2 separate regions of the Ovis aries genome follow, and region 2 is linked to region 1. The links are chromatin contacts, called in public Hi-C maps. All regions are on one chromosome and are shown on one strand. Each heading gives the region's core, a stretch centred on a gene start, on an enhancer-like site or on the middle of the called end of the contact. The rest is flanking DNA. Distances are from core to core; before and after follow the strand shown.

What was found. A called contact is a pair of places that touch in the nucleus more often than the background predicts.
Region 2: a Hi-C map of tail adipose tissue shows a contact between it and region 1, with 2.0 times the contacts expected there. The contact joins the promoter of SOCS1 here to the enhancer-like site in region 1. A contact is called at or near these places in 5 of 16 Hi-C or Micro-C datasets (blood, hypothalamus, liver and 2 more).

Annotation. Positions count from the first base shown.
Region 1 is chr24:10,377,331-10,382,714 of ARS-UI_Ramb_v3.0, reverse strand. CLEC16A (C-type lectin domain containing 16A) reads right to left here. Exons shown (of 22, transcript XM_060405630.1): 22 at 1,688-5,145. The coding sequence ends at 4,790. Among named protein-coding and RNA genes, the nearest start is that of SOCS1, 57 kb to the left of the region's middle. Within about 2 kb of position 1,799, at least 6 of the 54 cell types and tissues checked have an H3K27ac peak or open chromatin away from gene starts, as enhancers often do. A contact at or near this core is called in tail adipose tissue, where this site is marked.
Region 2 is chr24:10,433,265-10,438,442 of ARS-UI_Ramb_v3.0, reverse strand. SOCS1 (suppressor of cytokine signaling 1) reads left to right here and starts at 1,300. Exons shown (of 2, transcript XM_042239945.2): 1 at 1,300-1,416; 2 at 3,090-4,219. The coding sequence starts at 1,341. The coding sequence ends at 3,793.

The DNA of each region.
Region 1 (5,384 bases), core at 550-3,049:
AGGAGGCTGGGCTGGGCCTGCCAGTCACCCTCCCCGAGGCAGACTCCTGAGGAAACCCTGGGCCCCTTGCAGTCAGAGGGTACATGCAGCTGGGGGCTCCTGAGCCTGCCTCACACAGAACCGGAGACCAGGAGATGCAGCGACTGGCCCATGGCCACCAGGCAGGCCCAGCAAGGGGAGTGGCGGAAGCTGCCCCTGAGAGTCTCATGGCAAGAGCCCCAGGCTCCCAGGCCGCCTGCCCTGGGTGCAGCACTTCACCCTTGCAGACCCCCGGTTCTCTCCATGAGCCAAACAACCCATGTAGCAGCAGGTTCCCGCCCTTGCTTTGCAGCCTGTTCCCGCCCTTGGTTTGCACCCCAAGCCTGCAGCGGTGACCTGGCTCCAGACTCTGCCTCCTGAGGAGAGGCTGGTACTGCCCGAAGAACCGGGAGGCTGAGGAGGAAAAGGCCACGGTCCGCAGGGCACCCTCTGAGGCAAGCTGCCCACAGGACTCTCCCATTGACACCGTCTCTGGCTCTCCCTGGCCGGGCCTGGGGCAGCCCGTGGTGCCAGACTGTGAACCGCATCCAGATGATTCCAACACCCATTCCCTCCTTCCTGTAAAGAGCCTGGGGCGCTCGGCCTGGCCGCCCGGGGGCAGCACGAAATGAAGGGTGGGCTGTGCCTGGAGGAGCCCACAGGCCTGTTTCCTCATTCGCAGGAAGTGTGCGCTGCAGGTGGGTGCTTGTGGGTCTCTCCCTGGGCTCCTGGGGCCTGTCTCCCCAGCCCAGGGCCCGGCCCAGCGAGGCTCTGAGACCCTCTGCAGGCAGGGAGCCGACAGCTGCTGCCCCAAGGCCGGTCTTCCACCTTCTCTCTGGGGGGGATCTTTCCAGCAAGTGCCTTTTTCGAGACTGAAGTTATTCCAGCATTTCACGTCACGAATGAAATCCCTGGACCTGTGCTGGGCACCCTGCAGGCCCTGCTGCAGAGCGGGGTCCAACCTCAGCCCTGGGCCTCGTGGGCAGGCTTCAGGGGAGGAATCCGGGCCTGTTGGGGAAGGGAGGCCTGCTGGCGGCCAGTGTCAGGCTGGCTACAGAGCAGGGGCCCCCACCTTCTCTTGGCATCGCCTCAACCCTTGCACGAGCAGGGAGCCCCCATTATGCCTTGCTCAACTTGGGTTTTACCTCGAGGCTCAGAGGTTCCGGCTGTTTCTGGGCCAGCTTGAAGCTGGAGTGTCACAAGTTCTGAGGACAACCTGTGATGCCACCTCTAGGGATTGCCAGAGCCCATGCTGCCCGGGAAAAGCACCTCCCGGCACAACCTCACCCAACTGTCCTCGGTGGGGAGCCCAAGGTGCAGCAACATTGCACCGGGCCCCATGCTCAGCCTACGAGGCAGGGATGTCACGAGCCCATTCTCTAGCTGTGGAAGGTGAGGCGCAGATGGAGCCCAGCAGCTGACAGACTCTCCAGGCTCATGGCACCCGACCTGCCGGGGCTTGGGAACTCTTTTCGGAGGTGTTCTCCCCGGCCCTCCTTTCGGGAACTGGGGGTACCTGGCCAGGGTGGGGGCGGGGAGGACCCAGTGGCTGCACCCTACCCGGCAGCTCCGATAGGGCAGGGGTGTCAGACTGCCGAGAACCTTCCCCTCTGCTGGGCTGTGGCCTTCCTGCCACAGAGCCAAGGAGCAGCGGCCACATTCTTGCTAACTCTTTTTTTTTTTTTATTGCCAAATTCAAATTTACAAGGAAGTTCCAGTTTTCATTTCCACCCTTGTGTTCAGTACCCACGAAGCATGAGTCATGCTGGCGAGAGCAGGTACTTCCCTGGAATGGTCCCGAGGCCCAGAAAGCATGAGGTTTCTCAATCCCACTCCACCCCGGGACAAGAATTATTTACATATTTTCAACTCGGAGGAACATAAGGAACCCTTACAGTTTCCGCCCCCTGTCATTGTGACTACATTAAATATTTCTTATTTATTGCGTCTAGAAAAGAAGGTGAGTGTTGGTCCTCACCCCGCCTCAAGCCTTTTGGACCAGTGCATCTTGAGACCTTAGGGAAATCTAGTGTATGTCTGTAGAGAGGTGCATTCCGTCACTCAGCCGCTGGTTGCAGGGCAGGTGTCTGGGGGAGTGCGGCGAGCTGCCTTCTGCAGAGTAGCAAGCAGGGCAGGCCTGGAGGGGCAAGGGGGCACAGAGGGTCTGGTGCTGCAGGGTCTGTCCTGGTACCACAGGACAATCAATACCCCCTCCCGGGTGGGTGGGGGAGCACGTGGCTGTCTGACTTTGAGGCGCCCCTGCTGGCAAACCAGAAACACGTGCTTTTCCCTAGCCACTTTCAAAGCTGATATTTGGGGGTAGATGTGACCAGCTCTGCTCCTGACTTGACAAACCCAACGGGCCTGATGTGGACTTGGGGAGGGTCTCTGGAGGGACAGGATGTGGAGATGGAGGGATGGGTGATCTGAGTCTGGTACCCACGTGTCACGTGGCCATGGCCCCCGCCCACCCCAGGCTCACCAAGTATTCCTGGTTCTAACTCTCTCTGCCCCGGAGACCCAGTGCCTGCTGTCTAGAAGGGCCCCTCTGGAGGTGCCCCCACTGTTCGCTTTTCAGGGGTGCTCCTGAAGACACGGCTGTGCCCAGTGCTGCCCAGACAGTGGGGATCTGGCTGCCAGCAGGCTTTGGGCGGCCCGGGACCAACCCTGCGAGCCCACCTAGGGAGAGGTCTGCCCCTGGGCCAGGCATGGGGTGGAAGCTTGGCCTGATCGCACCTTCTGCTCAACAGCCCACGGAGGCCGGTCTTCGTTTAGCTCTCCCGCCCGGCGATGCTGCCCCGGGTCCTTCCGGGCATGTGGTCCCTGCTGGCTGAGACCTTGCTCCTTTAGAGCTTGAAGGGCTGGGTCCACCTGCCTGGGCTTCTTCCTCAGAATAATGCCACTGGCCTTTCCTCCTTTCTGCTGCTCCAAAATCGTTTCAAAAGTAGAAGTGGGGGGCTCCGGAGTGATCCTGCGCCTCATCCAGCAGGGGCACCAGTGGGGTTCCCCCTTGACAACACACACTTTCTCCATCCTTCTGTCCCCGTTGCCTGTCCTTTCTGGAGGGCTCCGCTGAAGGTCATGGCTTGTCCCTCCTTGCTGGGGCCCCTGGAATTTCTGCCGAAATGGCCCTGTCTGAGCTGGGTCTTTTCCCCTGATGGTGCTGGCTGGTCTCACCTGCCCAGGGGCTTCTGATGGCTGGAAAGACCTGTCCCGCAGATGCCATGCCCCTTCCTCGTGGGAACCGGGTGTTTCCTTCAGGAGGCTGACTCTGCCCAGGCAGGCCCTGCCTGATTGCAGATGGAGGAGGAGGCGAGGGGGACGGGGTCCTCTAACAGGTGAGTTTGCGTAGCATTTTCTGAGGCCGCTTGATAACCCAGCCCGGCCAGTGCTGACACGGTGGGTGCTCACACTCTTGTGGGAACACGTGGAAGCCAATTCTGCAAGGTCTGAACATGGATCAGTGAGGTGAGGGTCGCTTGGCTGTGCCTGGTTTGAGCAGAAAGAACATCTTGGGAGCTTTATCGGATAGAGGAGACCTGGTCTGCACACACCAAGCCCAAATGGAGAAGGAGCCAGGGGTTTTCATTACAAAACCAAACCAAACACAAATGAGCTTGCATCTTTACAGCAGCAGCTGAGAGGAAGAGGGACAAAACCCAGGCTCCTAGGACATCATGTCCTCGCTGCTGGGCAGGGGGTGACCCTTGGGGTGTTCCTGCCTGTGGGCACCCACACAGCTGAGCAGCAGCCTTGGAGCACGGTTTCCATGACCTTTTCTTTCCATCAGAGCCTCAGAGGCCAGAGTCCCTGCAGTCCCACACAGTTCTTAGGCAAGTGGAGAGATGGTGACAATTGAAGGCCATGCTGGAAAGCTGTCCTGTTTGGTTTTAGTCCAGAAGGATGGGGAGGGGACCTGACCACAGTCCCCCTTTCATGGAAAGATCTGGGTGACGCCCTGGGCTGCCACAGCAGAGAAACTTATGGCCCTCTCAGCTCTGTATGTACCTGAGGATACGTGTCTCTCCGTTATTTATGCTTAAACAATACTTTAAACTTTTCAGAAGAATTTCTATCATTCCACAGGCTCACCGGGTTAGTGAGAAACAAAGAAGTCAGAATCCCTTAAGACAATGGAGAAGGCCAGACAGAAAACTCTAAACCGCAAATCCTGGGAACTTCAAGGGAAAATGAAAACGAAATCTCTACAGGAATATTACACTTTTAACATGACATCAAACCTTAGGGCGGAGGACGTTTCTTTTTTTTTTTTTTTTTTAACTTTTAAAATAGCTGTTTTTCATCTGCTGCCAAAAGCAAGGAGGTGTTTATCGAAGTTCGCTTTTCTAGAAATTTCTACAAGAAGTGACCACGTCCGCTGCTTCTCTGCACACTGTGGGTGGTGGCAGAGGACCTCCAAGACAGGGGAAGGGCTGGCTGATGAACCGAGTGCTGCTGATGGGTCCTGCCATTGCACCCCCCCGCCCCCAGGGCCGAGGGCTCTGAGACCAGGAGCCCAGCCCCCTCCCTGAGGCGGCTGTAGGATGATCTGGGTTCCCTGGGGGTGTTGCCACTGGTCCCAGCCTGCACTCAAAGAGGTGTGAAGTCATAGGGGGATTAGAATTGGAGCAGAGGAGCCCGAGGGTGGTTTGAAGTGCTCCCTGGGGCCGAGAAGAACTGTGGCTGTTCCCGGAGTGGGGTCAGCCGGTCCAGGTCCCTGCCAGCGGGGCCGCACACGCACACGCACACGTGCACGTTGAAGGTGGCCAGCTCAGGGCTCGGCGGGGTCTGCTGGCTCTGGCTGCCCAGCCCCCGAGCCCGGGGCCTCTGTGGCCACCGTGGCTGGCGAGGGTGGCGGCGGGATGCCGGTGAGGGCGTGGAGGCTGTGGTGGTCGACGGGCGGGACGAGGGTCAGCGACTCCACGCTCAGCGTGTCTGCAGCGTCCTCGCAGAGCAGGGAGATGGTGGGCTGCTGGGCGGGGGTGAGGCTGGGCGACAGGGTGACGGGCTCCATGTCCGTGCTCCTCGCCAGGCTCTTGCCGGGCCTGGCCTCGGCTTCTGTTTCGTTGACGATCACCAACTGGTCGGGGAGGTTAGGCTGAGGCTGCTCTGTGATCATGGGGTCATCTGGGCAAGGAGGGGAGAAAAAAGAGAAGCACGCTCAGCTCCGATAGACTCCGCTAGCGCTGGTACCCTCTGCTCCCGTCCTGAACAAAGGCCCGGGGACGTGTGGGTGGGAGATGAAGTGTGTGGGGGAACCAGCTTGCCTCCCCTCCCTCCTTCTGGGGACCCATCTAGGTCTGGGGTAAGTCGAAGCCCAGGGTTACCCTGACTTGTGAAGCAAGGGACACATTTAGGGGCCTGTG
Region 2 (5,178 bases), core at 51-2,550, 56 kb before region 1:
AGCACCCGAACACTGGCACAGGCATGGCTCTGCACCTTCTCATGCCCTTGCACACACACACACACACCCCCAGGACGACCACATCAACGACCAACATCAGCTGCTGCCAACACACACACACACACACACGCACAGACACCCCCCCCCAGGGACGACCACATCAACGACCAACATCAGCTGCTGCCACACACACACACACCCCCAGGACGACCACATCAACGCCCAACATCAGCCGCTGCCAACACACACACACACACACACACACGCACGCACACACCCCCCCCCAGGACGACCACATCAATGACCAACATCAGCTGCTGCCACACACACACACACACACACACACCCCAGGACGACCACATCAACGACCAACATCAGCTGCTGCCAACACACACACACACACACACACCCCAGGACGACCACATCAACGACCAACATCAGCTACTGTCACACACACACACAGACACACACACACACCCCAGGACGACCACATCAACGCCCAACATCAGCCGCTGCCAACACACACACACACACACACACACACACACACGCACGCACACACCCCCCCCCCAGGACGACCACATCAACGACCAACATCAGCTGCTGCCAACACACACACACACACACACCCCAGGACGACCACATCAACGACCAACATCAGCTGCTGTCACACACACACACAGACACACACACACACACACACACCCCAGGACGACCACATCAACGACCAACATCAGCTGCTGCCACACACACACACACACACACACACACACACACACCCCTAGGACAACCACATCAACGACCAACATCAGCTGCTGCCACACACACACACACACACACATCCCTAGGACGACCACATCAACGACCAACATCAGCTGCTGCCACACACACACACACACACACACACACACACACACACACACCCAGGACGACCACATCAACAACCAACATCAGCTGCTGCCACACACACACACAGACACACACACACGGATTCCGGGAGACAGTGGGATCCTACACAAGGTGGGTTCTGGGCCATGCTCTTGTGTTCACCAGGAAACACGGGGATCCTGGGCTCTGCCCGGGGTCAGGGGAGGAAAGCGCCAGGGAGGCTGGCAGGAGGACCTGGCGCCAGGGCTAGGAGCCAAGCGGCAAAGCTGCGCTGCGGCCTGAGAGTTGCCTGTAGAGGGCAGTGTGTGCCAGCATTGGGCAGGACCCTGCCAAACCTAGCTACTCCGCCTGACCCCTCCAGGCTGTGAGATTCACCACCCACCAGCCGGCCCCCAAGCTCATTTGTTCTTTCTTTCGTTCAGAAATACATGTACTAGCTAGGCACCTACTCCATGCCCTTCTATGACAGACAGCATCATACACAAACGAACAAACCGTTACGGGTACCCCATCATTCCAAGACCCGAGGTATGAGTGTGGGGAGGGAGCAGCTGGGGGCAGGGGGGTGGGATCTGTAAGAGAGGAGGGAGGAAGAGGAGGGGCTGGCCAGGAAAGCTCAGAGTAGGCTTCTGCAATGATCACATCTGAAAATGAACTCTCTTTCCCCTGGGCTCCAAAGTGCATTTAGAGGTGCCCAGTTGCTCCCTTCTCTCCCCCAAATAAAAGCGAGCAGGGTGTGCCTCGTTTGGAGCTCCCCCTCTGCCAGTCACCGGGCCTCAGTTTCTCCAGCTATCTGGCAGGAGAAAAGGCAGGCCAAGGCCGCCGGGGACCTTGCCAGGCCCCACCCGGTTTCCAAGGAACTGGGCTCGCAGTCGAGGTACCCCTCCCGCGCAGCCAAAGGGTTCCTCCGAAGCCTGTGGTCAACCCGCCGCTTCCTGGGAACCCTAAGACAAGACCAGGGACAGAGACAGGCAGGGAGGGATGCGGATGCGGCCATCTAGAGGCTCCAGGACGAGGGGGGGCAGGGCGATGGAGGCAGCAGTCCCGAGGGGTCCCAGGTGAGACCCCAGGATAGGGTGGATGTGTCCGGCTCCAGAGTAGAGGACAGAGGTCTACCAGAGATGGGTGCTGAGACACCTGGCGGAGGTGACTGGTGTGTCAGGGCCAGTCCGGAGTATCCTAATGGGCTTGCCTGAAGAAATCTGCGACCGAAGGCAGTGGGGGCACCGGAGAGCCGCCAGGTCCGAAAGGGAGGGTGCTGAGAAGTGCCCCGGAGATTCAAGGGCAGTGCTAGAGACCTTGACAGACCGGTCCTAGACAGGTGCGAGGCTAGGTCAGGGCTGGGGGACCTCCCCGAGGAGGGGTCCCGGATTTGTGGGAAAAGTCGAGTAGCGCCCGCCACCGCGGTGCGCAGAAAAAGAAACCGAAAGTGGCGCGGAAGGGCGGGCCTGGAGGGGGCGGAGCCGGCAGGGGCGGGGCCTCGCAAGCCCCAAGCCTCAGAGCCGGTTTAAAAGACTGGTGCAGGGGCGGGCGCGCAGCAGAAAGAGCTGCGGCCGTGGCAGCTGCACGGCTCCCGGCCCCGGAGCATGCGCGAGAGCCGCCCCGGAGACCCCCGCCGCCCCGCCCGCGGCGCCCCGCGCCCCGCCGCCAGGTGAGACGGACGCTGGGCGACGAAGCTAGAGGGAGAGGGGAGGAACGCACGGGACCGCCCGGGGCCGGGGCGGCCTCGGGGGCTGCGTGGTGGGGTCGCGGCCGCCACGCCCCTGGCCCCTGCGGGCCCCAGCCTGGCGGACCCCGCGCTTGGGGTACCCGCAGCGCCGCTTTCTCCTGCTTTTTTGCCCGAATCGCCCGGACGAGGCGCCCGTTCCCGCCCTGGCCGGCAGGCGGCAGCCGCGGGGCGGTGAGCCGAGGACCCGGTGGCCCGAGTCCGGGACAGGCTTCTGCTCGGCGCTTCTCTCCACGCCCCCTTCTCGACTCGGACTCGGAGGCGGCACAGCGCGCCGCCGAGCTCCCACCCGCCAGCAAGCCCATTTTCTAGATGAGTCCACTGAGGCTCAAAGGGCCGCGCGGACGCAGGCTTGAGCCCTCGGCCCTTTAGGAGCGGCTCAGCCCAGGGCCCCGCCCCTCCCGAGCTGCCTCGCGGGCCCTCACCTGCCCAGTCTCACCCGGACTCCCTGCTCACTGCCTGTCTCCCCCATCAGCGCACCCCCGGACGCTATGGCCCACCCCTCCGGCCGGCCCCGCGTGTAGGATGGTAGCACACAACCAGGTGGCAGCCGACAATGCAATCTCTACGGCAGCAGAGCCCAGACGGCGGCCAGAGCCTTCTTCCTCCTCCTCTTCTTCTTCCACCTCCTCGCCCTCGTCCGCGGCCCCGGCGCGCCTGCGGCCCTGCCCGGCGGCCGCGGCCCCGGCCCCCGGCGATACACACTTTCGCACGTTCCGCTCGCACGCCGAGTACCGGCGCATCACCCGCGCCAGCGCGCTCCTCGACGCCTGCGGCTTCTACTGGGGGCCCCTGAGCGTGCACGGAGCGCACGAGCGGCTGCGCGCCGAGCCCGTGGGCACCTTCCTGGTGCGCGACAGCCGACAGAGGAACTGCTTCTTCGCCCTCAGCGTGAAGATGGCCTCGGGCCCCACGAGCATCCGCGTGCACTTCCAGGCCGGCCGCTTCCACCTGGACGGTAGCCGCGAGAGCTTCGACTGCCTCTTCGAGCTGCTGGAGCACTACGTGGCGGCTCCGCGCCGCATGCTGGGGGCCCCGCTGCGCCAGCGCCGCGTGCGGCCGCTGCAGGAGCTGTGCCGCCAGCGCATCGTGGCCACCGTGGGCCGCGAGAACCTGGCGCGCATCCCCCTCAACCCCGTCCTCCTCGACTACCTGAGCTCCTTCCCCTTCCAGATCTGACCGGCCGCGCACCGCAGCATTAACTGGGCCCCCCCGCCCCTTATTATTTTCTATTATTAATTATTATTTCCCCTGGACCATGTGGGTGCCCTCCCCACCTGCGTTGGAGGGAGCGGGCGTAGGGGGCGAGGCGCCTCCGGCCCTGGGCTGGAGACCAGGCCGCAGATCCCTCCCCACCTCTTGAGGGGTGCCCTCTCCTGGTGCTCCCTCTGGGTCCCCCTGGTTGTCGTAGCAGCTTAACTTAAAACTGTATGTGGGACCAGGGCCTGAACTCGTACCTCCTACCTCTTCATGTTTACATATACTCAGTATCTTTGCACAAACCAGGGGTTGGGGGAGGGTCTCTGGCTTTATTTTTCTGCTATGCAGAATCCTATTTTATATTTTTTACCACCAGTTTAGGTAATAAACTTTATTATGAAAGTTTTTTTTTTTTAAGAAAAAAAGTTTCTAGAGCGTGTGCTTTGGTCAAAGGTTTTCCACGGTTCTGAGTGGGTCCGGGTTCCTAATATTGACCTGGGTGTGGCTGGAGGTGGTGTGTGGCCCCCCCAGGTTCTGTGGCTGGGAACCCCACATGGCTTCACCCTCAGCTCTCAGGGGGAGAGGAACCCTTGGTCTAGTTTTGGTATTGTGTGTCTGGTAAAAGGGCACTTCGTGTTTGAACACACTTAATGTGTGTCAGGTCCTATTCTGTACTTTATTTACATACACTTAAATTTACTTACTCTATAAAGACTACCCTATGAAGCAAGGCTCTTACCCCATTTTATGGAAGAGAAAACCGAGGCAGGGTAAATTTGCCTGTGGTCATTCCGGTGTCAGAGAAAGACACTTGGGCCTTTTTTTGGCCGTCCTCCCAGAAATCTGTTTGAAATGGATGACAGAGGGGAAACTTCTTTCATTCTGTGACCACAGCTTCTTCCAGGAAGAGGGTGGGGGTGGGGGGGGTTGATGAGTTTTTGGAAGGAGGAGTGGTACATTCTGAAACTGTATCTAGGGAGACAGAGATACTGAGATGGGATGGGGATAACAGGGTCAGGTCTGAACTTCCTTCTTCCCGCCCTGTCTTGTCTCGTGTACTTTTTGGTGAACACGCAACTTGCAACCAGAAAGACGCTCTGTGGTCTGTGGTGGCAGGAGGGCCCTCTTGGCAGCTCTGGGCAATTCCCTTTGCCTCTAGGGGCCTCAGCGACTGCCTCTGAAATGGCTTGCTTTGCTATAACCCTCAGCAGCAGGTACTGATGTATAGTGGATGGAGGAGTGATGTTTTCCAAAACTGGGGCTGGCCAGCATCACTAAAGAATGCGCAGGACATGGGTTTTATGGCTACTCCTGTATCTGGCCGGTCTGCTGGCCACTCAGGGCTGTGGTACTGCCCCCGGTGC